4 separate regions of the Mus musculus genome follow, and regions 2, 3 and 4 are each linked to region 1. A link is a contact called in public promoter capture Hi-C data. All regions are on one chromosome and are shown on one strand. The core of a region is the stretch at or near the end of the contact, and the rest is flanking DNA. Distances in the headings are between cores, read along the strand shown.

Evidence for each region. Promoter capture Hi-C pulls out the DNA fragments that hold promoters and counts their contacts. Capture Hi-C pulls out chosen DNA fragments and counts their contacts.
Region 2: a contact with region 1 is called in a promoter capture Hi-C map of adipose tissue, with 3 times the contacts expected there. The contact joins the promoter of Akna here to the promoter of Fkbp15 in region 1. A contact is called at or near these places in 3 of 39 promoter capture datasets (the C10 cell line, hematopoietic stem and progenitor cells and pre-B cells), 1 of 15 datasets of contacts at CTCF or cohesin (large pre-B cells), 1 of 484 Hi-C or Micro-C datasets (CD4 T cells), 6 of 115 datasets of contacts at active chromatin or transcription factors (astrocytes, bone marrow-derived dendritic cells, double positive thymocytes and 3 more) and 2 of 9 other capture datasets (adipose tissue and liver).
Region 3: a promoter capture Hi-C map of erythroid cells shows a contact between it and region 1, with 8 times the contacts expected there. The contact joins the enhancer-like site here to the promoter of Fkbp15 in region 1. A contact is called at or near these places in 2 of 39 promoter capture datasets (erythroid cells and pre-B cells), 1 of 484 Hi-C or Micro-C datasets (CD4 T cells), 1 of 115 datasets of contacts at active chromatin or transcription factors (bone marrow-derived macrophages) and 1 of 9 other capture datasets (liver).
Region 4: a promoter capture Hi-C map of hematopoietic stem and progenitor cells shows a contact between it and region 1, with 4 times the contacts expected there. The contact joins the promoter of Orm2 here to the promoter of Fkbp15 in region 1. A contact is called at or near these places in 2 of 39 promoter capture datasets (hematopoietic stem and progenitor cells and pre-B cells).

What each region holds. Positions count from the first base shown.
Region 1 is chr4:62,357,797-62,365,132 of GRCm38.p6, reverse strand. Fkbp15 (FK506 binding protein 15) reads left to right here and starts at 4,537. Exons shown (of 28, transcript NM_001045528.2): 1 at 4,537-4,763. The coding sequence starts at 4,711. Slc31a1 (solute carrier family 31, member 1) reads right to left here and starts at 4,432. Exons shown (of 5, transcript NM_175090.4): 1 at 4,290-4,432.
Region 2 is chr4:63,399,975-63,407,310 of GRCm38.p6, reverse strand. It overlaps Akna (AT-hook transcription factor), which reads left to right and starts at 3,866. Exons shown (of 22, transcript NM_001045514.3): 1 at 3,866-4,092. It overlaps Gm52742 (a long non-coding RNA gene), which reads right to left. Exons shown (of 3, transcript XR_003955424.1): 3 at 5,185-6,140.
Region 3 is chr4:63,383,214-63,390,549 of GRCm38.p6, reverse strand. It overlaps Akna (AT-hook transcription factor), which reads left to right. Exons shown (of 22, transcript NM_001045514.3): 5 at 3,397-3,553; 6 at 4,166-4,320; 7 at 6,604-6,663. Aknaos (a long non-coding RNA gene) reads right to left here. Exons shown (of 4, transcript XR_003955426.1): 2 at 3,170-5,239; 3 at 2,115-2,359; 4 at 1-1,874. Among named protein-coding and RNA genes, the nearest start is that of Gm52742, 8.4 kb to the left of the region's middle. Within about 2 kb of position 4,544, at least 108 of the 459 cell types and tissues checked have an H3K27ac peak or open chromatin away from gene starts, as enhancers often do. A contact at or near this core is called in bone marrow-derived macrophages and erythroid cells, where this site is marked.
Region 4 is chr4:63,358,717-63,366,052 of GRCm38.p6, reverse strand. It overlaps Orm2 (orosomucoid 2), which reads right to left and starts at 3,604. Exons shown (of 6, transcript NM_011016.2): 1 at 3,450-3,604; 2 at 2,967-3,109; 3 at 2,689-2,759; 4 at 2,028-2,135; 5 at 1,788-1,891; 6 at 176-368. The coding sequence starts at 3,566. The coding sequence ends at 288. Orm3 (orosomucoid 3) reads right to left here. Exons shown (of 6, transcript NM_013623.3): 6 at 6,547-6,736. The coding sequence ends at 6,656.

The DNA.
Region 1 (7,336 bases), core at 3,288-5,787:
CCCTCCCTGCCTACACACACAGAATCTGCCTTCAGGATTCTGAAGAGAAGGAAGATTCAGTAGAGGGCCTGAAAGCAGTGATAGTCAAGGTATGGTCTCGACATTATTGTCTTCTGTAATAAACAAAAACTGTGTCTAACAAGTTTAAACCTCTTTCCAGGAGTAAGGGTTCCTCTTGGACGGCCCAGGTGTCAGACCTTTTTTTCCCAGAATGAGGAATCACTGTAAGGTAGCCACAGATAACGTAAATAAATGAGCCTGGTTGTGTTCGGACAAAACTGCAGAAACAGGCAGCGAGATTTGTGGGTAGTCTGTTGATCTCTGAGAACCACATTCCAAGTAAAAGTTGAGGTATTAGGTTAGAAACAACAAACCCACAGAGGATATTTGTGTTTTAAACTGGAGTAAGACATGGAAAATGTGTACAGTTCCATACTTTCGCAAACTTTAGTTAGCCAGTCATAGTCAGCGCAGCAGGTGAAAGGGTAACCCTTGTCGCGACAACATTCGCAAAGCCCCCTTAGGGTAGTAGTGTGTAGCTCAGTGATAGAATGCTTGCCAAGCACGAGCCAAACCCTGGATCCAATCACTGGTACCATGGAAACACGAATCTACCTGTGTTTGCTAAAGCTGCCCTTTCAACCTGGAAAACCAGACCTCCCAGCTTCCTCCTGGAATCCTACTCATCTTCAAACTGTTTATGCAACCCTACACTTCAGCTAGTTTAGAGGCGATAAAGGAAATGTTTAATCCCTAGAACAAGGTGTTATGCAGATTGCTTGAGGTAAGGCATGGTAAACATTACATAGGGCACTGGTATATATCTTAAAACTTCAATTCAGCCGGGCAGTGGTGGCGCACGCCTTTAATCCCAGCACTTGGGAGGCAGAGGCAGGCGGATTTCTGAGTTCGAGGCCAGCCAGGTCTACAGAGTGAGTTCCAGGACAGCCAGGGCTACACAGAGAGACCCTGTCTCAAAAAACAAAACAAAACAAAAAAACAAAAAAACCCCCAAAACAAACAAACAAAAAAACCCCAAACACTTCCATCCAGTTTCCCTGGATTATAATGACTGAGATTATACTGAAGAGATATGATCTTTTCCTCCTTTGATATTCTACAGTAATTTCTTAGAGGGTTCATTTACTACCTACACAAAATCTAGCATTACACACAGTAGACTCTCAGGTGAAGTTTCTCTAGTTGTCTTATAATATTTCTGCTTTTAGTAACTTGAGTGAATAGAATACTACAGAAACATTTTTAATCTCCATTTAATCCATATCTCTTTACCACTGGAGGAGATTAATATCAGTTTGCCTGATATAAAGGTTATCTTTTGCAAACTTGACTTGAAAGGAATTATTAAATTTGCTGTTTCCTAGTTAATCTTTTGGGGAATGATCTGTTCCTTTTTTAAGGTGTTTAGGGAACTGGCCCAAACTCAGTGAGTTCAAGGCTGGGAGACAGGAATTCAGGTCTCCTGACTCCAATTCCAATAGTAGTCATCTGGATATTTTAATCCAGGAAGACTAGCTTTCCAGATGCACCAGATTTTATATTTCCTTTTTTTTTTTTTTTTAAATTAGGTATTTTCTTCATTTACATTTCCAATGCTATCCCAAAAGTCCCCTATACCCTCCCCCCACCCAACTCCCACTTCTTGGCCCTGGCGTTCCCCTGTACTGGGGCATATAAAGTTTGCAAGACCAATGGGCCTCTCTTTCCAGTGATGGCCGACTAGGCCATCTTCTGCTACATATGCAGCTAGAAACACGAGCTCTGGGGGGTACTGGTTAGTTCATATTGTTGTTCCACCTATAGGGTTGCAGACCCCTTTAGCTCCTTGGGTACTTTCTCTAGCTCCTCCATTGGGGGCCGTGTGATCCATCCAATAGCTGACTGTGAGCATCCACTTCTGTGTTTGCTAGGCCCCGGCATAGCCTCACAAGAGACAGCATTATCAGGGTCCTGATTTTATATTTCCAATTCTAAGCCTGAAAGACTGAGGAAGACCCATTTCCAACTTTCCCTTTCTTATGTTGCTAATGAAATTCACCCAATCACCACACACACCAGTTTTAGGGTTATTGAATACCTAAAGAAACAGCGTCCTAGCTGGGCAGTGGTGGTGCATGCCTTTGATCCCAGCACTTGGGAGGCAGAGGCAGGCAGATTTCCGAGTTCGAGTTCGAGGCCAGCCTGGTCTACAGAGTGAGTTCCAGGACAGCCAGGACCACACAGAGAAACCCTGTCTCGAAAAACCAAAAAAAAAAAAAAAAAAAGAAAAGAAATAAAGAAAAAAACAGGGTCCTTTCCCAAGTCCTATGCCACACAGTCTAGGTAAGGGCCAGGCTTCCTCACTCATCAGCTCTCTAAACCCTGATACAAAGGACCAGGTCTGCCCTTTACTCTGTGTGACCTCGGACTAGTCACCCAAGTGGCTAGTTCCCGTTTTCTTGTACACCTGTACATTTCAAACACCCACCAGAGAGGCACCTCCCCCACAGAATGCAGGGAAAGAGCTCTGAGACTTTCTTGGGTTTTGCTCACTTTTTTTTTTTTTTTAAAGAATTGTTAAAATCCAGTATAGTGATATAGTCTTCAATCCCAGCACTGGAGAGGCATAGGCAGGTGTAATTCTGTGAGATTCCAGGATAGCCTGGTCTACATAATGAGTTTTAGGACAGCCAGAGCTACATAAATAGATCATCTCAAAAATAAATAAATAAATAAACAAAAATAAAAGAAAGAAAATAAAAATAAAGAAAGCGTTCCTGGAATAAACTTATCCATTCATTCCTACCCACTCAATTTCACAAGTTAAACAGAGCTACTGCTACAGGCTCCAGTCCTACCACCCAGATTCCAGTGTATCACTGCTTTACCAGTCAGATTTCACTGTTCTAACCATCTTAATCTGTAAAATAAACACAGGAAGCAGGCCAGCAGCCTTATCCTCAGATAAACAGGAATAATTTACTCACAAAAATTGTAAGTAACATATAATATTTCTAACTACACTATTTCCCCTTCCCCCTCCCCTGGAGTTTTAGACAATAGTACAGTCACCTTCAATGAACAAAAGAGACCAAGCAACCCAGACAGTTCACAGCCAGTACAGCATTTTTATCTTTCTGGAAGCTACCTATAAAAGACAAGAGCCACTGCTTGGCTCTTTGGGTCGCACGGGGGAAAAAAAAAACCGAGAGTAAATTAAGGAACAAGGGAACAAAGCTAAGTTATATTATTCAATCTAATAAAAAATTAATGAGAATCCACTGTGGGCAAGAAGACTTACAAGTTAGTAGTTCAAAAACTGTAATAAAAAGCCCCACAGGGGAAGTGCCAAGAGGTACAAAGTTCTCTGGGAGAGAGCTTCCAATCTCTTTAGTATCATCAGAAGAGACTAAAACATTCCGGAAAGGGACACTTACAGGATCAACCTGACTGGGAAGAAAACCAGAAAGAACTCCAATGAGAACTGTGGAAATGGACACTGGGACACACTATCTGCTTAGCCACAGCGTGGCTAAGCAAGATCGTTCAAAAAAAAAAAAAAAAAAACCCAAAAACAAAAACAAAACAGGCTAACCAAAGAAATATAGAAGAAAGACATGCAACAGAGTGGGCGAAAACTGGAGGCAGAAAAGTCAGCGACAACCAATGTTGACTTAAAACCTTGGCAACAAAACTCAGCTCAGCAAAACTGGATTGAGGACTTTCTACCTTCAAAGTCTCGTCCATCATCCACCCTCCCGAATATCCCAGCTCTTCTGGACCTCTCTTATCTGGACTTTAGAAACAGGGTCCTTTCCCAAGTCCTATGCCACACAGTCTAGTTAAGGGCCAGGCTTCCTCACTCATCAGCTCTCTAAACCCTGATACAAAGGACCAGGTCTGCTCTTCACTCTGTGTGACCTCGGACTAGTCACCCAAGTGGCTAGTTCTTCTGTCTTCTTGCCTGCAGATCAGTTTATTACGAAGAGACCCGGATCAGACTCGATGATTTCAGAGATTTAAAACCTTGAAAAAGCGCATATGGAGACACTGGACACGCGGTCCTTTGCGTAGATGGGGAAACTGAGGCACCGAGCACCCTGCCCTAAGGTCATAACAGCAATGTCGCTGTAAGATCCCTGCCACTGTTCGGCTCAGATCCCATGACTTCTAGTCCGGGGCTCTTTCTCCTTCCGCCCAGCTTAAGGGAGCTGCGGGGGGTCCAGGGTTCGGGAGGGAAAAGGACAGCGAACACGCCGGGTTTGGGAAAAGGAGGGGAGTGACCTTACCTTCACAGGGTAAGCCCCGCCGCCTTAGTCTTCCTCTCAGAACTGGATCCCCTAGTCCGGTACGGACTTCTACCAAGCCCCCGCCACTACTGCCCGGCTCGACGTGTCCCACGACCGCAGTAAAGGCCGCGGATTCCCGCCCTGGACCCGCCCCCTGGGTGATCCCACCAATCACCGCTCAGAACCTAGGAACTCCACCTCCTCGGAGGGCTGGTGAGGCCTTGCGTCACTGGGAGCTCACCTCCTCATTTGCCTTTGCTCCACCTCCTCCACCGCTGGGTCTCCTCTGGGCCTCACTACCCTGAGAGAGTTTGTCCTGCCGGAAAGCAGCTCGCCGCCACGGCGTTTTACGTTACCGGCGGTGACAGGCCCTGGGAACATCCAACTTCCTCCTCCCTTCAGCTGGGCGAAAGCCGACGTGATGTTCGGTGCCGGAGACGAGGATGACACCGACTTCCTCTCGCCAAGCGGCGGGTGAGTGATTGAGGAACGGGACCCGAGCGCTGGGCTGAGAGACTGGCGCGGTGGCTGCAGGGGTCGGGCTCTTCTCAGGCCGCTTCCCAACTTCCGGGTCTAGACAGACCCTCGGCGCGTTCCACCGCTCAGCCTTCGCATTCTGAGTAGCGGTGTCACCTCGGCCCGTCTGGGTTCAGGAACTGGAACCTCCCTTGACACCCTTTTGCTTTGTGAATCACACTTTCTCCAGTGAAATGGAGAGGATTGCTGGGGAGACTGCTTGCCTCGGAGTTTATATAGGAGTCAGCTCCTATAATAAATATACGAGCTGTAAACTCAAGAGACTTTCTCTTCCCCGAGAACAGGATGGTGACACTTTGAACCAGGACCTGGTGGGCCATCTCTGGCATCCTTCAAAGCCTACTTCAGAGGTTACCTTTTTGGTGATTCTTTGCTTTCACAGTCCCGGGAGGAATAGTCTGCTTCATCTTCCATATTTCCACAAGCCTTAGCACATGGAACCTACTGAAATCTAAGCCCTGACTGAACTGCTTATGGTTGCTCATTTCTGTCTAGGTCTCAGAACAGTAACTCCTGGTGCACATTGATTGCTCACGAAGTGCCTGCGAAATTATGCTTTTTAAGCCCTAAGGTGTAACGCCAATGGGAAAGACTATTCGTTTTCTTCTGCTTTCAAACATCATATATGCCATCTTGGGAGAGAAGTCTTTAACGGCAGGCTAGATCCACCCCACCCCCCCCCTTTAATAATTAGCTCAGTGTTTTCCCTTGCGTTGTCCTAGTGGACCTCATGTCTCCCTTCAGACTTGTTAACTGCAAAGCTCACATCTTTGCACAGCCCTTCTTTGAACGCCTGCTTTACAAGTTTTGTGCATAGTGATGAACCTACTTAAGAATGACTGACACATCATCCTACCAATAATGATTAGTCTCCTAGAATACTGGGCAGTCAATACAGGAGTGACCATAAGATGACTGGCTTTCTTTTGATTGTGTGTGTGTGTGTGAGAGAGAGATGTATGCATGTATGCATGTTGTGAACATCTTTGTTGAGGACAGAGGTTCAGTATCAGGGGTCCTTCTCTGTACACTTCCACTTTAGTTTTTGAGACAAGTTTTCTCACTGAACCTGAGTTTTCCATTTTGACTAGACTGGTTGTCCAGCAAGCTCCCAGTATCCATCCATCACCACACTTGTCTTTTTTTTTTTTTTTTTTTTTTTTTTTTTTTTTTGTGGTTGCTGGGGATCTGAACTCAATACAATAAGCACTTTACCCAGCCCCTCTTATTTGGTCTTCAGTACTTAAGATCTTTTGACACCCAGTGAGTGGCTCTGCATTTCTCTCTGACCAGCACATTCTCCCGGGACCCCTGGGAATGCCTGCACCCACTTAGCCCCACTTTGAATTCATTTAGTTGCTCCATTACTTTTGAGTTGACTGGGCATTGTATCCTTTCTTTCCTATGTTATCCAAAACATTTACAGCCTCTGCTGCTGTTGGCTGGACATTCAGCTACAGCCTGTTTTATGTATGCCTGTGTATGGGGCCTTTTGAATATCTTCAAGGTTTGTTTATTTATTTGTGACATGGTTTCACTATGAAACCCTGGCTGGAATTCTTTATATAGACCAAGCTGACCTTGAACTCACAGGATTCTGCCTGTCTTCCCCCTGGATGATGGGATTAAAAAAGCATGTGCCATCACACCCAGTCTCAAGGTATATTTTAATTTCATAATCTTTAGTATGTGAGAATATTTGAAGACAGTTTATGAAGGTATTTTAAGGCTTCCAACTTTCATGCATCAAAGAATCTGCTGCTGACGAGGCAGACAGTGACAGTCATGTGCTCTTCTGATTCCTTACCCAAGGAATCAATCTCCTTTCCCAGGAAGGCTTAACTAAGAATTGAAGATACTTTACACATATGATTGTGGGTCCTAGGCATAGAAAACAGACAATTTGATGATAAAAGACTCAACAGAGAAAGCTACACACAGATACATTTTTGTCCCCTGTAGTAGCTAGGAAAAAATAAATTTTGTTCCCGGTAGTAGCTAGGAAAACAGAATCAAACTTAAGAGTAAGACTAGGAAAAATGAGTTGGAGAGGTAGCTTGGTGGTTGAGAGCACTGGAGGAATTGGATTTGATTCCCAGCACCCACATGGTGGCTCACAACAGTCTGTAACTCCAGTCCCTGGAAATCCGAGACCATCTTCTGGCTTTTTGGGGTACCAGGCATACAAATGGTGTTTAGGCATACATACAGACAAAACACTAACACATAAAATAAAATGAAGAAAAGAAGACCAGAGAAAGTTTTGTGTGCATTCTCTGATTTGGCTGTTCCTCCATTGGTTTTGTAAGGAAGTAGAACATCTGACAGTGAACACTGCAGCTCTTTCCAGTTCCCCTTTTATAAATGTGGTTTACTTTAAAACTGCTTCCCTAAGTTTGACTTAACCTTCTGACTTTCTTGTTCCTACTCAGGCTATTGAGGGCTAACTGAAGCATCCTAAAGTCCAGGATGGCTGTTTTCAGTGACTGATAATCTGCTGTTCAAGTTCC
Region 2 (7,336 bases), core at 2,617-5,116, 1.0 Mb before region 1:
TGGTTGGACACTGACGTTGTTTCCAACCTCTTCACTGTATAATTCAGTGACAACATAATTGTGATTAGACATTCTGGTTCAGCTTCCTAACTCCTAAAGCGGGAGAAGGAATTCCCGCCTCCTTGGGTTGGCATGGAAGTTGGGTGATGAGAACTAATTCTAGAAGAGCTTTTACAAGGTGTTTGACGCAGAGCAGGGGCTCAGTAAGGCCTCGGTGCTAGCAATACATTCTTGGCACCATGAACTTTCAAAATTTTACTTTGATAAAAGCTTGAGAGAGGACGGGAGAGAGAGAGAGAGGGGGAGGGGGAGGGAGAGAGAGAGAGAGAGAGAGATATTTCCATCTATGTGGTTGAACACACCCTCCTTATAACCCATATCTTTATTAGCTAAGGATGGCCTATTCCCTCCCCCCCCCCCCGCCCCAATAGCTAAGGATGAACACATGTTTCTTAGCTGGGTCTCCTGTCCCAGAACTGATCTGGGAGCCACCTGGCAATAGTACCCTTCACACTTGGGAGCGCTTGCTCCCCTTTGTGTGGGGGATCTGAAATTAGAGCTTTGGCTGATGTTGGATGTTAGGGAAGTTACTGAGTCCTGCAGGCAGCACACTCTCTGGCCACATCACTGAGGTGAAAGTCATCGCTCCCAGGCAGGTGCTCTGTGCCAGCTAAGGCACTGGGCCAACACCTGAGGATGCCACCGTCCCTCTTAACTCATCCTATGAGTCTTGTAAAGTCAACATTGCCCCATCTTACACATGAGTAACCGAGACCAGGAGAGTCTTTATCAGCAAGGATCTTGCCAAGGTCACTCAGCATCCAAGGGCCCTGGAGATCTCTGGCCACCCCCATCAGTACAGTGAGGCTTCCTGGGTGGGCAAGTGGAATGGAATCTGGGAGGCTCAGTGGACCTCTGGTTCCAGGTGACCTGGGAGTCAGACCAACCAGGCTTCCATCACTCACTCTTCTTGGTTCTCTGTGACACCTGCCGCTGCCCAGATGCACTATGAACTTTGACCTGGAAGGTTAGCCTCCTGGGCAGGAAAGGAGAGCCAGGACTCAGGAGGGTCATGATGAAACGACAGCCCCACTCCTATGGTGTCTCACTCTGGTCTCCCAAGATGGCTGGGCTGCTCATGGCTCTCTGCTGTACCTCTGGCCTCCAGAAGAACCAAGGGAGGGCAGGTCTAGCAGTGTTTCTGGACCCAAGATTGGGGCAATCAGCAGACGACTTTCTGCACTCCAGATCCCTTCTGGTGGTCAGGGTACAGGGCCTTCCTTTTGTTTTCTTGTCTGGGTGGTTGAGAACTACCATCTCCCTTCTGTGCCTCAGTTTCCTCTTCTGAGCCGTGGGAAAACACTGTATCTGAGGCAAAGGATGAGGAAGCAATGGGAGAAGTGAGGGAGGGTGGAGCAGGGCCAGGCTGCAGCCTCTGTTTGTCCTAGTGCTGGGTCCAGAGCACCCCAAGTGGCAAACCTGTGTCCGGCTGGGTTTGAAAGCTGTTTGAGAAAATCCCATGAGGCTGTTGTGGGCTGGGGTGTTTTCTCCAGAGCAGAAAGATTATGAAAGATATGTGAGGACAGACAGGGCTAGAGTTTGGTGAGGTTTAGGAAATTCAGCAAACGGGACTCAATGGTAGAGGAATTAAATGATGAAGGGAGTGGCCAGGTGGACCACCCAGTTTGGCTTGAGACCCCAAATAAAGGATGGGCCCGGCTGGGGACAGGAGCTGGGAGAAAGCTACTGTGCCCAGGCTCAGTTTGTCTGTAGCTTTGGATGGGTAAACTTGAGGGATAGTATTCCAGAAAGGAATACCATGTGGGCAAGGGGAAGGATAAGGGGGCTGGGGGAGGAAAAGGCCCAGTGTCGGGGTGAAGGACAGTAAATACTGGCTGCTGTCTTTCAACAAGGCTGAGGGTGTGCCAGCTGCGGCAGCCACCTGGTGTTGATGGGTTAATGATCAGGGAGGGTGAGCGGGTGAGTGACAGGATGTCAGGGGAGCCTGCCACCCACACAATGGGCCACATGGTCGCCAGAGCAGTAGACAGGGTCTTGATAAGATTTGGCTCTGTTCCATAGTCGCCGGGGGACTGCAAAGGGAGCCCCAGCCCCCAGATGTGTGTACAAGGCAGGGCCTGGGAGATAGGAGTTGAGAGGTTACTCGGTTGAAAGTGCTTGGTGCTAGCTCAGACTTAGCCAGATCCTGGCAGCTGGCCCTCAAGAGCATTCATTCATTCCATTCACCCATCAGTCACAAGCCCTTGGAGGAGACCAGACTCTCCCACCTAAGGAGACCCGGGGGCAGAAACTATGGTGATGACATAGGTCCTAAGGTCCCTTACTGCACACTGGGCAGGCCGTCTGTCATGGAATTGACAGCAGCCTCTCCAGGGCAGTGGCCACTCTGGTTAGCCCTGTTCCACAGAAAGGAAAACCATGGCTCTAGCCACTGAGGTCACAGTGCCAGCAGGAGGTGAGGCTGGCATGCTGGCATTGAACTCCCTGGCCTATGGACTCTAAGATTCTCTCCATCACTCTTGGGTGGTCCCCAGCCTGGCTGCTCCCTTGAGGTCCCCCCTCCCCCCCCAGGGCTTTCTGGATGGCAGAGGGTTGACCTCATGTCTCTTCTGTTTCCTGACTCTCTGGGTCAGCAGGGGCAGAGTAGAGAGCCAGGAGCGGACTTAGGGCTCCTGCAGCATCTTCCTTCTACCTGGCTCCTGCCTCCTCCTGCCTGCCCCGTCAGCCTGGATCCTGAAGGTCAGATTCTGTACCTCCTGCCCCGGCCCCTGAGTCCTCTCACATCATATCCTGTTGTCTTCAAGGGCCTCCTGCTTCTCTCAGGTCTCTGCAGCTGCCTTTCTAGAACATTCTCATCAGTCATGCTTGCGGCTTGCTTCTGCCTCTCTGTCCTTCCGGCCGCTTGTGTGACTGTGGCCTCCCCACCCAGACCTTCCTGATAGTCCTGCCTCACCCCCACTCAGCTTGTTACTCTCAGGCCCCTGTCTTCAGCCAGGGCAGGTCCAGCATCTGAGACCTGAAACCTCGGGTGTTTCCCTAGGATCTGCGAGTCCTCAGCCTCAGAGATACCAAAGCAGCAGGAGACGTTGGTCACCAGCCTGTCTCATACTCTGCCTCAGGCACACCTGACATCTTACACACTTCACTATAGAGTGAAGGGCCAGGTGTGATGTGTCTGTGTCCCACCCTGCTTCTTCAGATGGCTACACCTCTCACAGAGGTGAAGGGACCTGAGGAGCCACAGGTTGGCCATGAAGATAATTCTGTTCCTTCATCTCTGGGGCCTCTGAGGGAGAAGCTACAAGAGGAGATGTTCACCTGATCCTCTAGTTCTTCCTTCTTACCTAGACAATTCCAGTGCAGGCTCATCTTATCTCTAGGCATGGACAGTAAGTGGAAGGGCAGAAATCCCTAAGTCTGCCCTGAGATGATGAGACTTGTGTTAGTAGACGAAGTTAAAGCTGGACAGACAGGAGCAAGCGCCAAGGCTGAGGTTCCCCTTTCCCTCCTGTGAGGATGGGCAATGAGACCTACACAGTGGGAGAGGCTTTGATAAAGTCTTCGGTGATGGAAGAGACCAATTTTGGGGTGGGAGTGGAGGAACTGCAGGCTCCTCTTCCTGGGACCGGCATGCAATGTGACTTTAGCCAAGCCTTCTCTGGACTTCCTGCTCGTACAAGCACGGTTGTGGTTGCAACTGAGGTGGTCTCAAACTCAAGGCCTCAGAAGTTCTCTTCCCATCAATGCAGCCCCACACTTGCCCAGCAAAGGGTTAAGCTCTTGGCGCCAGCTCCGCAGAGTAACCCCCCCTCCTTTTCACAAACACTTGTAGGAAATCAGGCTGGGCGCTTCCTGCAAGGAGGAGGAGGCAAGGCAAGGCCTCAGCTGCAGGGGCGGGGAGAAGTGGGGAGGGATGCTTGTCTGTGAGCTGAGGCCGTTCTGGCTGGCAGAGCAGTCTGGAGGCGTTCCAGGCTGCTGTGGAGGCAGGGGGCTCCCCAGGTTTGAAACAAAGACCTTGTGGGCAGCTCCCCTGAGCCCAGGCCGGCAGGATGGTGGTGTAGTACTAGTGAGGTAAGGAGCTGAGCCAGGAGGAGGGCCAGAGGGAAGGCCGCCTTCCCTCTGGATGGGCCAGTCATAGACTCTGGACAACCCTGGCAGGCAGCCCAGCCCAGCCAGGAAATCACAGCTACGCAGCTGCTGCCACTCCTGTCCAGTTCTGGGAGTCCGGCCCCCACGAAAGAGTGGACCCCAAGATGCTAGTTTCCAGTTCCAGATCCAATTTGGTTCCCTTGGTGAACTTGGACCCGTGTTGGTCCCTCTCTGTCCCCCGGGGTGGGCTCATCTCAAGGCCAGTTAGTGCTTGGGTTACTGAGGGTCTCGAGATGTTCGGAAGTGAGGAACAGGCCAGGAGATGACACCCTCCTACCCAAATAAGGGCAGGGACAAAGTGGGGGCCAGGAAGCCAGCTTAGAGCTACAGTAGGACAAGATGAGAGTCAGTAATAGCCTGGCCCCTTGTTAGTTCCTCCCAGGCTCTTTGGGTGAGCCAAGGGACAGTCCGGGGACATCCGTCATGGGTATCTCCACTTGCCGCAGGCCAAAGGCCACTCCTGTGAACAGGTCTATGCCCTGCCACGGATCCAAACTTGCTTTGGAGCCCCACAGCCCAGCCCTTCAAAAGGGTCCAGCAGCTTGGTAAGGAGGTCTTTCCCCTGCCATCCTCCTGCCTCCTATACATCTCCTGGCCTTGGTTTAATAGTCACAGTGTTCTAAACTTCCTGGTTGTTCTCATTAGGTGGGTGCCTCTGTTTCCTCATCGGGATGAGGTTAAGGTGGGGATGTCCTGGCTCTCTCTAGCTGGGTAGCATGGAGATTCTGAATGCCAGGGCTGCTGAAGGTTGAAGCTTCAGTGGGGGAGGATCATCCTGGACACACACGCACACGCACGCACACACACACACACACACACACACACACACACACACACACACACACATGCACGCACGCACGCGCGCGCTCGAGAGAGAGAGAGCTGTATGAAGCAGTGTGTGGGGAACAGGGCATTGCCTAGCTAGTTGCTAAATAGAATCCCTGGAGGGTGTGACAACATGGAGATCAGTTCTGTACAGGTGTTAGGTGATAAGAAGCAAGGACATAGAGAAAGCAGTGTTTGGTGTTTTTTTGGGGAGGGTGGGGTGCAGTTTCTCTGGGGGCAGGTGGGGACCTTTAGCTCAATGGCCCAACCATTAGCAGGACCTAGTTATAGAGGGGCTGGCCCTCCTGGGTCAGGACATCATAATTCGAATCCCCAGCTTCCACTGCTACCCTGACGGCTGTCCAGACTTCCCTGCCTGCCTGTGGCACTCAGGGGCCAGGCCCTGAGCCATCCTTGAAGTTCAGCTTGTATTTTCAGACCTCTGTGTTTTTGTCTGTGCTGTTCCTCTGTCCCGATTCCCCTTCCTCTTTCTCCCCTAGATGTGCTTGGTCTGTTAAAGCTGTCACCAAACTTCCTTCTTCAGTGGTTTTTCTGGATTGCGTCCTCCACGGAGGGTGGGATCTTGGCAAGCATGTGTGTTTCTGTATCCTAGGGGCTGAGAACCTCCAAGTTCATTTGGTGCGTCTCTGAGGGTCAGGGTGCTCACCAGACAGAGGGATGGGTGCAGCAGGAACAGGCCTAGGTGACCACCATTCCCCTTTACAGAGAGGAGCAGTCAGCCAGCCACATGCCTCGAGTGGCTGGAACATACAGGGCTGGCTGGGATCTGCTTGCCTGGTGCTCAGCCTGCTGCTCTATTGCAACTTCATCTCTGCCTGAGGTTGGTACCTATTTGACACTGATGTGTGTTTGTTGATTGACTACCTGACTTGGCCAGTTCCAGGCTCCATGACACTGAGGGCTGTGACTTGCACAGAAGAGTAAGGTCTTTCTCAGGTAAAGCTCACAAGTCGAGGCACTTGAGAAATGGGTGCAAAACTGTAACCACTGACTGTTGCTGCCAGGGATGTGTGGGCTCTCCGGAGAACGGTGAGATTTTTGTGGCTGAGTCATTGCAGCAAACTGGCCGTTCCTCTTTCTGCACGTAGGGGCCTCTGCGATGGTGCAGGCTGCTCTGCGGTGGGCTAGGGGAAAGAAAAAAATGACATTTCAAAAGTCAGAAAACCACATGCTGCAGCCCTGCCTCAGCAGAGATGTCAGGAGGTGTGGTTGCACCCCCCTCTACCTGCCCTCGCCTCCGCACTGGGCTGAAGCTGGAGAGGCTCTGTTGAGGTCCTTGCTTAAAGGAAGAGTCTGAAGACTTGACCTGGGGCCTCTGAGCCAGGATCCCACAGACATCAACCGAGTGCACACAAGGTCGGGATCCCCCATCACCATGGATTTGAAGTAGGGGTGCAGGTCCTGTACGGGAACGAGGGGCCTTGAACTTAGATTTACAGTATTTTGTGGGGATCGGGGCAGTACATGGGTGCCACTGCACACACCAGAGGCCAGAAGACAACCTGGAGTGTGAGTCTCAGTTGCCAACTTGTTTTAGGCAGCCCCTCCCTCCCTCACGGCTTGTGTATGCTAGGTTGGCTGACAACATCCTGTCTGGTGTCCATCTCCTTGCAGGAGCGTGCTGGAGTTACACATGCTTGCACGCAGCTTTTATGTGAGTTCTGGAGACTCGAACTCAGGTCATTAGGGTTGTGAGGCCAGCATTTTACCTGCCGAGCCATCCCTCCAGACCCAACTTAAGAACTTTTCCATTCATCCTTTAAAAAAAATTACATTTAATCATTGTAGTGTGTTTGTGCATGTGTTACGTATGTACATATGTAGAATGTCGTGGCCCATTTGAGAGTCAGTTCTTTCCTATCATGTGGGGCCCAGGGATCGAACTCAGTTCCTCAGGCTTGGCGGCAAGGGCCTTTAGCTGCTGAACCATCTCACCAGCCCTCTCTTGCTTCATTTTAAAATTCTTTTCCTAATAATGTAGTATTTGGATATGTGGATATGCAGTTAGAAGTATGCAGATTATCACTGTTGGGGATGTGTGGTTACTGACCAAACAAGAGCCCTGGGCCAGGTCATAGTACTTACTGACCAGTGGATCCTGGCCTGGTTAGTCACTGTTATTTCTGAGCTTCGATCTTGCTACTGAGATGGGAAGGCAGCTCTGTTAAGCTCCCTGCTGACCTAGCAGAGCGGGGGCGGGGTGTGTGTGTGTGTGTGTGTGTGTGTGTGTGTAGAGATACGTGGGACATTCAGGAGTTCTACAGGGCCTGGGGCAGAAGGACTAGCTGGGGGGGGGGGGCAGGGAGAGTCACAGCTAAAG
Region 3 (7,336 bases), core at 3,295-5,794, 1.0 Mb before region 1:
ACCAACATCAGCTGAACCAGAATCCAGTCCCAGACTAAGGGTGTCCCCTCCACTTGCAGACAAAAGGCTAAGCTGTGAGTGTCCTAGAGCAAGTGTGAGACACAAAGGTGGCACGTCCCCGTGGATCTGTCTGTTCTTTGCAGATGGTATAGTTTCCTCAGGTCTGGGATCCCTAGATCTGGTCCAGCATGGTGTGTGGGACAAGCCTACAGACAGGCAGGCCATGGTGATAGGAGAATATCCACTGGTGATTCTGTTAACTGCTATCCTAAGTCATTTACAACTGGGCACAGAGATAACCTCTCTGTCACATAAAACCTAGCAGGGTCACACAAGGTAGAGGTGCCCGAGCTAGGTTTTGACCCTGAACACTGGCTGCAGGGCCCATGGCTCACTTACTCTGACAAAGCCAAGCCAGCAACGCTCACCGAATCTGCAGCCAGAAAAACTGCCAGGGAAGGCCGAGCTTAGATCTAGGAGCGTCTAGGAACCACACAGTCTGGGGAGCATGGGCTAGGGGACCAGGACTAATTAGGAGTCATGGGTGGGCTTTACTCTGTGTGCTGACTCTAGAATCTGTGGTGATGTCACCACTCGCTGTCCTATTGCGACTTCCTCCCAGCTCCTGTCTCGGCTTTAGGGGGATGTGAAACCGGTGAGGAGACAGAAGCCACCCTTAAAGGAATTGGGGATGATGTCAGCACCTTTCGTGAAGTGTGTTCTGCTGCCACTCTGGAGCAGAAGCTCCTGATGGGGTTCAGTGTATATGGGGGGGGGGGGGCGAGGGCGGCTGTGTTTTCTTCCCACCCCTTTTGCCCCATTCATAGAGCTCATTACCATTTTAAAGGCTTGAGACCCCATCTGTGCCCAGAATACTCATAGGTTTAACCCCATGTTTCCCAAACTCGCTGGTCCACCCTGCACAGAGTCCCTAGGGCTTCTGAGTGTCACTGCATGGCAGTGTCACTGTCTGTCCAGAATGGCAGGTCATGGCAGGCACAGGCCCTACGGCTCAGCAGTTGCTAAGTGCCCTCCCTACTCCCTACTTCCTCTGGATGGCCAGGGCCTCACAGTCCTGGGGCTCTGTCTCCCTCGTTTCCATCCTCTGTATCTGGAAGCTGCCAGGTTCCTGCTGCTCCTCAGGTGGGGCCTTGGCACAGTGGGCGGGGAACACAAGAGGGCAGGGCCACCCCTGGGATTTGGGTCACCTCAGGAAGAAAAGGGTGTTGATAGGCAGGCCCCCACAGGCGAAGCTGAGCAGATGGCCCAGAGGATTATGAAAATCCAGCTTTGTTCTCAGCTAGGGAGGCTCAGGCAGGGGGAGGCAGTGTCACCAAATTACACTTGAGACAGCCAGGCTTCAAAGAACAGCTTATGCAAAGGGGCTTCCTGTCTGAAGGCTGTGGAACTCCTAAGTCAGGCCTATCTTCAGCTGCTTAGTCCCGATCATGGGGTGGCAGAGAGCAGTCAGGATAGCCCACCTGAGCTCTTAAATGGGTAGTAAGGCATCATAGGAGTGTATCTTTTTTACTGGTCCACTTTCACGGTGGCCATATTCACATAAGGATAGGGAGGATGTTGAAGATACAGGGATGATGGTTAAGGTTACGGTAATGGTGAAGACTATGATGGTGCTGATGGGAGTGATGTGGTGATGGTACTATTGGTGTTGCGCTGACGACAGGGAGGATGGTGATGGTGGAGATGCTGGTGACTGTATTAGTTACTCTCTTATTGCTATGATAAGATACCATGACCAGCCAACATACAGAAGGAGGGAGTTAGGTGGGTTTATGGCTCAAGGGTCCATCACCATCACGGTGGAGAAGCACAGTTGGCAGTCTGAACAGCAAGCTGAGCGCTCACAGCATAAACTACAAGCAGAAAGCAGAGGGAGCAAACTGAGACTTGCGTGTGGCACTCGAAGCCTCAGCGCTCGCTCACCCCAGTGATACACTTCCTTCAGCAAGGCCACATCGCCTAGTCCTACCCCCCCCCCCCCCACCAAAATGCCACCAGCTGGGACCAAGTATTCAAATTCCAAAGCTATTGGGGACAGTCTCTTCCAGACGATCACAGTTCACAGTGCCAGGTGAGAGCTACCATTTACTTACACTGACTTCATGCACGGTGATGCCAACTGTGCCATCCACTCCAGAACTGAGGTGTATCATGACGGAGCCTGAGTCGGTGCCTGGCCTCTGACTTTGGAGCACACATTAAGCCAAGCAAGCCAGACTGAGTATTTTCAGCTGTGGTTTCCACAACCTCTGTCAGGGCCGGCCCAGCTTGGCTGCTACGGTGTGAAAGCTGCCATTGGTGGCACACGATGGCAGATGTGCCTGCAGCCAGGGAGCCCCTGGATACAAAAGCAGACCCTGGCTCCCCATCTGTGTTCACACCCCTGCTTGGAACCAGGATTCCCTCCTGCTGAGCTCCAGTGTATCCCCCCCCCCCATCAGCTGCCCCCCTCCCTACACACTTCCCACACCATCTTCAAGGTCAGAGCACAACTAGAAGGCTCTGTTTGTGCACGTAACATCTCCTTCCTTCATTCAGACAGCCATCTACTATTTACTGTTTATCATTATCAATGTAGTTATTATTGGAAATATTTCATTAAAACGTTAATGATTATCATATATGTGTTACACACATATAATAACCATCACTAGTAACCATTATTGTTACCAGTGTAAGAGCTAGCTGGTGATCTCTTGTGGCACTTAACTTCTGGGAGTCTAGGGCTCGTAGGGGCTCACAGAGACTGAAGCGTCAATCTCGGAGCCCGCATGGGCCTGTGCTAGGTCCTCTGCATATATGTTATGGTTGCTTAGCTTGGGTTTTTTGTGGGGCTCCTAAAAGTGGGAGTGGGGGGTGTCTCTTACTGTTTTGCCTGCTCTTGGGACCCCTTTTCTCTTACTGGGTTGCCTCGCCAGCCTTGATATGAGAGTTTGTTCCTTGTATTATTGTAACTGGTTAAGCTGTGTTCCATTGATATCTCTGTGAGGCCTGCTCTTTTCTGAAGGGACACGGAGGAGCAGTGGATCTGTGCGGGAGGGGAACTGGGGGGAGGAACTGGGAGGAGTGAGGGAGGGAAGGCTGCTGTCAGGATATATCGTAGGAGAGACGAATTTACAAAAAGAAAAACAGGGAAAGTCATCCCTACCTGCCTCGTTTTCAGGACCTCTGGAAAGACAATAGGAGGCGGCTTTTAAGTCCTCCGCCCAGTGTAGGACCCACTGAAAAGTGGTGTTCGTGATTCCCAGGCTAAGGATGGGGCTCCTGTGTGGTGGAAGGAGGAAGGAGGAAGCCTGGATAACAGATGCGCTGTGGCCTCTTTGCAGTGAGCTCGCCCTGTCTGACTCCTTCCCTCCCTGCCTCCCTCTTCCTCAGGTGCACCTGTATTCAGACCCACCACAGCCCAGTCAGAGCTTCTGCTCGGGGTCAATGCCACAAGGAAGCAAGGTCTTATCCTTCTCTATCCCGCAACCCAGAGTAGCAGAGTGGTGGCCTGACCCTGCCCAGGATCCACAGGCCTCTGAGGCCACAGGTGAGTTGGGGAAGGAGCCAGGGCTTTTAAGCATCCCCCTGCTCATGGAGGGAGAACCTTAGGTCCACCCTGGGGACCATCCAGGGAGAGCCTTGGCTCAGCCACCTGGCCTGTTGGTTCTGTGGCGTGAGCAGTGTTCTCCCTGAGCCCATTGTAGACCCTGAAATGGACACATATGGCCCCAGTTAGTCCTCACACGGAGCTGGTGAGCAACACAAGATTTATAACACCAGCTTTTATAGTCCCGGGATAGTTGGAAGACTTGGGGCTCAGAGAGGCAAAGGTATACTGGGGTCACATAGCTTGGAAAGGAAAGGGCGAGGATTTGAACCTGCTTTTCCATGAATTCGAGCCTGTACTTACAACTGAGTCCATCAATCCCCCAGGCCTGACACCATCCCCTTACAGCTTTGATCTAGGCTAGACCCATACCTCATTTACTCTGGTAGGGGAGCAGCAGCATAGTGGCCAGCCCTCTCCCTACTACTGTGAAGGTTAGGCAGGAAGGGCCAAGCTATAGTTGATATGGTGGTCTGAGGAACCTCAGGGCTTCAACCTCAGCGGACTCGGGGACTGTCCTCAGCCCCAGGGTTCAGCGGCTGTGTATTTCAGGGTGGCCGTTCCCACGAACAGACCTGAGTCCCTCCTCGTCCCCCGGCGTGGCCACTCCAGGGCGGCTTCCTCAGAGCCAGGGCATTGCCACAGACCAGCCCTCCACAGGACAGACCCAGGCACTGACCTCTCAGGCCAGCCGGCTCCTGGCCAAGGTGAGTGAACCCCAGCTTTGTCCCACAAGACACCTCATCCCAAAAGCACGGGGCCTCCACCTGACATTTTCCTCTTTATGACAAACTGCCCCTTCTTCATTTGTTCGTTACCGACGCCAAAACTGTCACCTCTTGAGGTTTTGTAGACGGCACTCCAGCTCAGAGTCGGCTGCAGGTCTTTGTCTACCTTCACACTTGGCTCTGTTCCAAAGGTGTCTAAAGAGACTTAAGAAGACACAACGCCCTAACCACATTCTGAAAACGGAAGTGGGGGGAGCCAAGGCAGAGGGGAAGTCCACACAGAGAAAAGTAAATTAAGCTAGCTCAAAGCCAGTAAACAAGATGTTCTGTTGGGCCCGAGCTCTCAACCAGAATTGCACCTTGGGCTTTGAGCTTCCGGCTGTCCATTACCAACACATAAATACGGTTGTTACATTACCTTGCTTGACCATCCCACCCTTTGGGCCCAGCAGCCACTCACCCGCCTTTGTCTTTTCAGTTTGCGGGATGTGTCAAATAAGTAGAATCAGCCATGTTCCTCCTTCCCCTCTGATTTTTTTGGAGTTTCCTTGGTGTTTTCTGCCTCCTCTGTGGTCCAGCAGTATAACATTCCACTGCCACCATTCTTGGTCCTGTACCTGGGATAGCATTTCCTCTTTGGCAGGCAGGGCACACTGAGCAGATGCAGGGCATGGCTGAGGCTGTCCCACTTGTTGCGCTGTTCACTTCTTGACATTGGGTAGGTTTGAGGGAGGATGGGCTGGGAGTTCAGAGCACACAGGAGCTTAGGACATGTCAAAATGAGACTCCCAGTGATCTCACAGACTGGTGACTCATGACTGTAACGCCAGCATTTGAGAGGTGGGGGCAGGCCGATCACTGAATTCAAGGCCAGCTTGGAGTTCTGAATGAGACCATGCTATAAAACAAAACAAAAACAAAATCTCTCACTGGAATCACTGGTAATTTTTGTTAACTGATTACATATGAATTGATAATTGTGATCAAGTAAAAAATTTTATGAAGGGCCCACAAGATGGCTCAGCAGAAAAGGGGGCTTTCTACCAAGCCTGGTGACCCGAGTCTCAACTCCAGGACACACACTGTAGGAGGAGAGCCCTGACTCCTAAGAGTTGTCCTCGGACCTCCATATGCACAATATAGTGTGTAATGCACACAAGTGCATCCGTCCACACTCTGTGCATGTACCTGCACACACACACACACACAAAAACACACATATACATGCACATGCACACACACTAAATGCAATTTAAAATAAAAATATATATTATTAAAATTGACTTCCCTATTTTCACATACATGTTTAATTGTATAAGATATGTAGCTCATATCACATTTCTACTTCATGTACTATGTGACATGCTATAATGTAGTTATATTCCTATTTCAGTTTACCCTAGTTGCCCTCAATAAATATGCGTGGTGATATTTTTGTTGTTGTTTTCCAGACAGGGTCTCATTATGTAGCCCTGGTTGACCTGGAACTCACTTTGTAGACCAAGCTGGCTTGGAACTCACGGAGATCCTCCTGCCTCTGACTCCTGAGTGCTGGGATTAAAGGCAGGCACCACGATGCTTGGCTTTGATTTTTATTTTAAATATTTCTGTCCTTTATTATTATTATTATTATTATTATTATTATTATTATTATTGTCTGCAGTGTCATGACTAGAACTCAGGTCCTTGTGGCTTCTAAGTACACACTCCACCACTGAGCCACACCCTCATCCCTAGACTGACACTATAGACACGCCCAGAGTTGAAGTCTTTCTCCACCCACAGAGGATTGAGCAGGTTCTGTGAAAACACAACGTGGTTTTATATGAGAGATTCAACATCCCTGTGTTTGGTGGTTACTCCCTTTACCATACCCCAGGCAGCACATTGATCTTGACTGGCCCTGGAAATGAGGCCTTGGAGCCTTTGTGTATAGGAATATCCCGTGAGTCCTTCTCCTTGGTGGCTTCATACTGCTCCTCAGACAGCACGTGTGCTGTTCCTCCCGCCAGTCAGACTGCAGGAAGTGTCCCTCACAGGTCTTCCTACACATGAGTGCACCTTCTAGATTCTCCTCAAGGCTGTCCTGGCCAAGGCCAGAGGTGGAATGCACTTCCAGGACCCACCTCCCTGCTGGGAAGGCACCTTGCATTCTGAAGGCAGACCCAGCCCTTGTCCCCAGAGAGCAGTGTGGCTGAATGTGTGAGAGTCACCACGGGGTCTGGATTTATCAAGCTTGCTTCTTTCCCTCCTCTTGTTCAGGTGCAGTCCTTCGAGGAACTGGTACTGGCTGGACACCTCCCACCTCAGGACCAAATCAAGGTACCGCTACCCAGTGTGGACACTGCACCGGCAGTGACCAGATAGCCCGTCCCCAGAGTAGAGTCTCTGAGCCCCCTTTTGCTAAAGGCAGGTGGCTGTGTCCCAGACCAGTCTTCCTCAGAAGTTGAGACAAGCTCCTACTTAGTGCCCCAGACAGCTGCTGCCTGTGTCATGGCAGCAAGCCCGCGCTGAGCCACGGTGGCTTGCCAGGCAGTCTGGATGCGTTATCACTGTTTTATATCCTCATCATAAACGCCCACCAGGGAGCTGTGATCATCACCCCTGCTTAACTATGATGAAGCAGAGGCCCAGAGAGAAAGGACACCGAAACCACACAGTCGTGGGCGGCAGAGCCCTGAGCTGGGCCTGCTGCCTTCTCAGTCATGACCCCTGCTGCTGTACGCCGGGGCTCCCAGGAAAGGGCCTTTGCTTTCTAACCTACTTCCCTATTACTTTCCAAAGCTTGGAACCAGGGGCAAAAAGGAGACAGGGTCCTTTTTCCCATGAAACCGTTACACTGGAGATATTTGTTTCCCTTGGGTTCAGGTTTTAGGTAGTTATAGCCAGGTATATCCAATCTTTCCTGCTGCCAGAGAGAGCCTCAGGAAGGTGTGTGTGGGACCCCCAAACCTGAGAGTTTGTGCAGGGAAAGACTGGGCACGGCATGGGCGTG
Region 4 (7,336 bases), core at 2,355-4,854, 1.0 Mb before region 1:
AGATTCTAGCAAGAGCATCGGGTTCTGACAGTACTTTCTAGCCTAACTCAGATGCCCCTTCCAGGAAGCCCTCTTAGATTCCCTGGGCAGGGCTTCTTGGACTTAGCTAAGGCTCCACTCAGGACTCTGCACAAAGGGAGGGAGGGAGGGAGAAAAAGGAAAGAAGCAAAGAAATGATATTGACTGTGTCAGCAAACCTTTATTGTGGCAGAGACAGAATCAAAGTGCACAGGAGGGGTGGGGTTTGGTGAGCCTGTGGACAGCCCTCGGAGTTCAGAGAGCTGAGTTCATGCCTGGCCTTCCTCAGGATCTTTCTTGGTCTCCTTCTCCAGCTCAAGCTGCTGCTTCTCCTGCTGACTGCACCTGTCCTGGAAGATATCAGGGAGGAGAGCAGAGTGAGTAAGCCAGGTGTGGTGGCACACACTAGGGTTGGGGAATACTGAGGCTGGAGGATTGCTATGAGTTGCAGTAGGGTAGCCTGGGCTGCAAGGTTAGATGCAAAAACAAAACAAAATAGAACAAACAAGCAGAACAAAAACCCTGGCAAAGTATGTAAGCTCTGAAGTCAATCATCAGAGTCCATGAGAAAATGGCTGGAGTGAACACTGCCCACAGTTGTCCTCTGACATCCACACACATCTTATGACAAGCTTGTGTACACACACACACACACACACACACACACACACACACACACACACACACACACACACTAGCTATGAGTACATTTCTAAAGGGGGGAAGCACAGAGGTTGGCCAGAAGGGCAGGGTTGTGTCAGCACGCTGTATCTTGCATCTACCATGGCTCCCCTGCAGATCCAGGACTGTTGTTCTCAGCCTTCCTAGAGATGGGAACCTTTTCCACGGTTTCTTGTGTTGTGGTGACCCCCAACCATGTTTCCATTGCTCCTTCATAACTGTGATTAAGCTACTGTTATAAATCTGAAGTATATGACATGCAGGACATCTGACATACAGACTGAGACCCACCCTTGAGAACCACTAGTCTAGGGTAAGTTGTCCCTCATCTCTGAGCTCTGGTTTATTCACCCCATTGAATGTGAACAGAATACCGCAAACGGGAGGCATTTTCGGAACACTTGTGTCCACAGGTGCAGAGTGAGACTACTGGCCCCACTGGTTGGGGGGGGGGGGGTGAGGAAGTCATGCTGTGAAATGGCTCAATGGCAGTGTCTGTATGCAGGCCCCTCCCCCGGGGAATCCTGGGGCTGGTGATGCCAGGAAAGGCTCAGGTGACCAGAGAATGGAGTCACAAAAGTATTGTGTATCTCAGACTACATGCAAGCTGATTGGTTGATCCCACGGCTTTACCAGGGTGAAAGCCAAAGTTTATTTGGCCTCTCCCTCAGCACAAGGTTAGACAGAACATCAAGAGGTTTCCGCATGGGTCATCCCCGCCTGTGATTGGGCTTGTTGGAGTTGGGTGGCATGGAAACTTCAATCACGACTCCTGCTTCGATAGGTAGTGAATATGAAGGGAGAAACCTGGCACCCTGGCACTGGCTGTTCCCTAAGTGACCCCTCCTGATCTTCCTCTTATCCTCCACAAGCTTTCCAGGACCTCCTACTTAACTTCACCTCCCTGAGGCTCACTGCCCATCTAGGATCTCTGTGATCTCAGCTCTCACAGTAGGCAGGAGAGTTATTAATGGCAGGATACCTGCCTTGCTGAGCTGCCTTAACCGGAAGCTTGCCCTCTCTGAGCCGCTAGGGTCACTGACAATGGGAGCACTGCTGGGGTGGTATCATACAGCCTCCTCATTTACCTTTTTCCAGTCGACAAATATGATTTCTGATTCATCCATGCCCACGTGTGTGACAGCCTTCTGGAATACTTCCCGCAGCTCCGGGGTGATATCTGGCCTTTTTGCTGCAATGGAGAAGGGATCCAGGATTGTGCTGGCTAAGGGTCCAGCAGATGGGAAGCCAGGTAGGGATGTGGGATGTGGGTGGACGATCAAGAGTAAGGCCAGTGGAGCTGGGGACCAGGTCTGGGAGGACCCTACCATTGAGGGACAGTCCCCGTTTCTTCTCATCCTTCAAGTCAAAGGCAAGCATGAAGGCCCCATGCATCTTCAAGACTATCAGGTCTGCAAAGATTTTTACTCCTCCTACTGCAGGATGAAGGGCTTTGTGAGTCACTAGAATGATGCTGTGGTCCCCATCCCCAAGGGAAGGAAGCACATAGCTATGGACAAGTGCCTGAGGCTCCCTGTGGCTGCCATGTGCTCAGCCTCTGTTGGATGCAGCCTCACTTCTCATTCTTCATAAGTATGGAATGGCTGGGGCCTTGGAAAGGGCCCTTGGTGGTGTGGCATAGTTAACACTTCCCCTTAAACATTAAAACATTGGCTTAGGGACAATTAAAACCTAAGAGTATCTAATCTGGCCCACCAGTATTCAGTTGCCCTCCCCCCATGCTGTCCCTGGTGACCTGGGGATTTGGCTGAAGTCACTGGTTTCCCAAACCATGGGTTTCCCCTCTGAGCTCACAAAAGATCATAAGAATGGTCAAAGCAAGTCTGTCCTGGCAGCTGGACTCCAGTTTGAAATCTACGTCCACTTACAAGCCTCAGAGAGTGACTTCACAGACCTAACTCCCCTGTTCTGCTGCCCCCTTGTACCCTTGCAATACGCTCCCAGAAAGCCGTGAGTTCCAACCCTTACCATACTTGGAGAGGGTCCCATTCTCTCTCTGGATTCCTAGATGAGTGGAGTTATAGACACAGTGGTCATCTCTAGAAAGCAAAGAGACAGAGGACAACTGATGGAGAGGTGATCTGACTAAACTGGGGTGGGGAGTGGGCAAGAGGCAGGTAAACAAGAAAGCTGTCCCCATTCCAGAAGGTGGGTGGGGAGGCCAGGCAGATCCAGTTTGCTCAGGTCTCTAGGCATCTGGGAGTGGAGGCCAGGGCCAGGGTGGGCTGGCTGTTACAAGAACTCACATGGTGTGATACTCTCGAAGCTCCATCGTGTCATTTATCAAGTTGGGGGTAAGGTTAAAAAATACCATCTGCGTCTTTTGAATTTCCTGCCGGTAATCAGGGTTTAGGACAGCCGCACCAATGAAAAACCATTTGTCAGAGAGCTGGGGAGAAGCAGGCACACAGATGAGTAGGGCTTGTAGTATGAACATTGCACTCAGCCGTGCTGTGGGGCAAGCAAGCAATGGCTTCTGAACCATACATGGGAAGACTGAAGCTCAAATGGGCAACTCAAAAATCAGCCATCCTACTGCTCTGTCCCCTGCTGAGAGACCTCAGAGTGATGCTTCTGGGTTTGGAGGCAGGGGGTGCCACCAGGTCTCCAGGAGAGGAAAGGGCAGTACCAGGAGCCCAGAGATGAGCACAGACATCAGGGAAGGGAAAGCCCAGAGGAAAGAGTAGCCTCCTTAAGTGCTCACGTCCAAGTCCTGGGCAGGCACTTACCCAGCTCAGGGTCTCATTGGTGATAGGGTCGCCTATGGTGATGTTGACATGTTCTGGGTTCTGAGCTTCCAACAGCGGCAGGAGGCTCACCATGACAAGAATCATGTGCAGTGCCATGCTTAGGACACTCAGAGGCACCAGGGCTTGGAAGAGATAACTGGTGGATGGAGGGTACAGTGGCTTTTATAATAGATGTGGCGAGGGCATGGGACTGCAGCCAGGGCCTCTAGAGCCCTGGCACATTCTCCCCAGCACTTGGGAAATGTCTTGCGCAAAATGTTCTCTCAAGCCAGCTTTGTGCAGCTCCCTCGGCCAGCCGGCCCTGACACAGACTCCTGCCCTACACCAGAGTGGCTGATTCATGGTCAAGGTGGATACTGGGCTAGCCTGATAATACTTAGATCCCAGTCATGGGTCCCATACCTGTCTTATCCCATGAAGCTGCCTAGCAGGAGTGAGACCTATTCGTTTATCACCCCTCCAAGGGGGCTATGAAGGGGTCCCTGGTCAGGGTTCATAGTGAACTTAGAAGACACTTAGGGGCTCAAGTTAAGGGCCAAGGACAAAGATGGATTAGTTTCCAAAGGAGTGTGATGTTCCTGGGGACCCCTATACAGCCTAGAGGCAGCCGAATGCCCAAAAAAGAGGGGTGAATCTGAGTTGAAAATGTAGTTCAGCAAAGCTCCCAGTATTTACAGCAGGAAAGGATCTGTCTAGAATAGTGTGTGCCCAATCCAGGGTCTGTGCACAGGATCCAGTAAATATCTGGTTCTAGTTCCTGCTTGATAGATATAGCCTGATCTTTGTCTACATAATGAACACTCTCGAAACGTATTGCTAGGGACAGGCCTGGTGACTCTTGCTGAGGCACGGAGTCATTGCTAGGAGTTTGAGATCACAGTGAGCTCTTTCAAAACATCAAAAGCACCAAACATATTAGAACACACTCACAGTTGAGTAATCTACTATTTCTCATGTTTCTGTGTAGTCAGGGTTTTTGTTTTAATGATAAGTAACTTGTCATTCACTTACTGTGTTCTAATTTCATGAGAACCTTCTTTTATCCTGTGGCATTTTGTATTTTATGTTTCCCCTCTTGATAAGTATTAGAGCAACATATTGCCTTTAAAAATTAGTCTACCAACAGAAAAGAAAACAAAACAAGACATGAATCACCTCCAGTATCATGTGTATAAATGTTTCTAATGGCATTATTCAAAGTAGCCACAAACCCCAAGCTCTTAAGTGCCTACCACCAGGAAAATGAGAAATGGGTTGTGACATTTCATGCAAGCATGGTGTTGCTTAGCAACAGAGAGAAATGAACGACTGATAGATTTGACCATACAAATGCAGCTCGACAACATTATTGCCAGCAGATCGCCCAGAGGTGGGGTTGTATGAGCCTGTTTACAGGGCGTTCTAGAGGCTCCAGACTAATTGTAATGATATTAATCAAGTTAGTGACAGTGATCACCTAGGGCAAAAGGAAGGGGCCACAGATGGTCCTGAGAGCCCCCTGCCGTGGAGTGGGCTGTACAGGGCCTAGGAGAACTTGCTGAGCTGGAGCCCCAAAACATATGTGTTTTGTTGTATCTATACAGTCTTAAGAAAGTTTATCTCTTCCCAGAGGAGAAAAAGCATAACCATGAGGAGCCCAAAAGCACCAATGATATGTTCTGTCCCAAGTTAGCAGTGCGCCAGATATCATAATCTCTCTGTTTGTGCCTCTTTGTCTCTGCTATGTCTCTTACACACAGGCGCACACGTACACGTGCACATAAACACATTTGCACACACTGGCAGATATAAATATCTATTTTTGTTATAAAAGCAAATGATGGAAAATAATGAACTTAAGAAACTGATTAGATATCCCCAAAGCTACCTGTGGCTGTGCTGTGTATCCAGAGCCTGGGGTTTCTAAGGCGAGGGTGCAGGCAGGGAAGTGGACACCCAGCTAAGGTCTCCCCCAGGGTACTTGCTGCATATCATTCCAGAGTCTGCCTAGGCTTCTGCTCACATCTGTCTCCCCTGCTTCTCCTGTCCTTTGCCTGCAGAGGCCAGATGAGCAAGGCCTGTCATGAATTCCCAGGCCAGAAACAGTGGGGGACACTCAGCAGGAAGTGTGTGACAAAGCCACAGGCCAGAGTCTCTTTCCAGAGACTTCCATAGCACACTATGCCTGTGGCCAGCTTGACTCTGGGCATGCGTGTGGCCATGACTGTGATTCACTCTGCCCCAGTGCATTGACAGACAGAGCAGGGTGCTACATCAGGTGCCTTTCCTGGTGAGGAAGGACACAGTCTACCATGGCACACTGCATCCAGTCAGGACAGCCATAAGCTTAGCAGGCAGAGATGATCTGTGGATGCTCAGCTTGTTTTCTGCTTTTGGTTAAGTGAGGCATCCCAGCCCGAGGAATGTCACTGCCTACAGTCAGGGTGGCGGCTCTCTGGAAATGTCCTCACAGACACACACGGAATACATCCCCTAGGGGACTGCCAATCCAGTCAAGTGTAAAGATGATCTCAGACTCTGTCTTTGCCACAGGGTGGACTGTGCCTCAGGAACTCCGGTCACAATTGTGCAATCGATGTCAGCTGGCCTCTAGGCAAGCAGTGTCATCTCACAGTGTCCCCCATGGGACACTGAGGAATCTTCATGGAGACTTCCAGGCCCTTTAGCCAAGGCCTAAGTATACCAAGACACCTAGCCTTAGCCTTTTAAAGCTTGATCGTGTTAGCATCTACATGAACCCTCCTGTCTCCCAAGTCACCTGTCTTTCAGTGGTTAGAGTGGCACTTCTGAAGTGAAGGCACCTGTGCCAGGAACTGGACACCTGCGTTCCCCACACCTTCTCACTGCTGCTTGGGTCTCCTGCCTCATCTTCCCCATCCATGCCCTAAAGTGTTTGGGGATTCTAGCAAGAGCATCGGGTTCTGTCAGTTCCTTCTACCCTGATTCAGATGCCCCTTCCAGGAAGCCCTCTCAGATTCCCTGGGCAGGGGTTATTGGACTTAGCTAAGGCTCCACTCAAGACTCTCCACGAAGGGAGGGAGGGAGGGAGGAAAAGGAAGGGAGCAAAGAAATGATATTGACAGTGTCAGCAAACCTTTATTGTTACAGAGACAGAATCAAAGTGCACAGGATGGGGTAGGGTGTGGTGCACATGGGGACAGCCCAAGGAGACCAGAGAGCTGAGTTCATGCCTGGCTTTCCTCAGGATCTTTCTTGGTCTCCTTCTCCAACTCAAGATGCTTCTTTTCCTGTTCACTGCACCTGTCCTGGAAGATATCAGGGAGGAGAGCAGAGTGAGTAAGCCAGGGCTGGTGGCACACACCAGGGTTGATGAATACTGAGGCAAGAGGATTGCTATGAGTTGCAGTAGAGTAGCCTGGGCTGCAAGATTAAATACAAAAACAAAACAAAACAGAAAAAACAGGACAGAACAACAAAAAAAAATGGCAAGGTAGGTAAGCCTGAGGGGCAGCTTGAAGCCAACCCAGCCTTAACCAGAGCCCAGGAGAGAATGGTAGAAGAGGACATAGCCCACAGGTGTCCTCTGACATCCACACATGTCTTATAGCATGCTTGTGTACCCACACAGTCACACATGCACACACACTAGCTATGAATACACCTATTGTAAGGTGGGTTGGGGGGAGTACTGTTGTTGGTCACAATGGCACGGTAGTGTCAACCAGATGTGTCTTAGATCTGCCATGGCTCCCTGCAGTGGCAGGACAGTGGTTCTCAGCCTTCCTAATAATGCAAAACTTTAACACAGTTTCTTGTGTTGTGGTGATCACCGACCATGATTTCATTGCTACTTCATAACTGTAATTAGTCTACTATTATAAATCATAAATACCTGACGTGCAGGA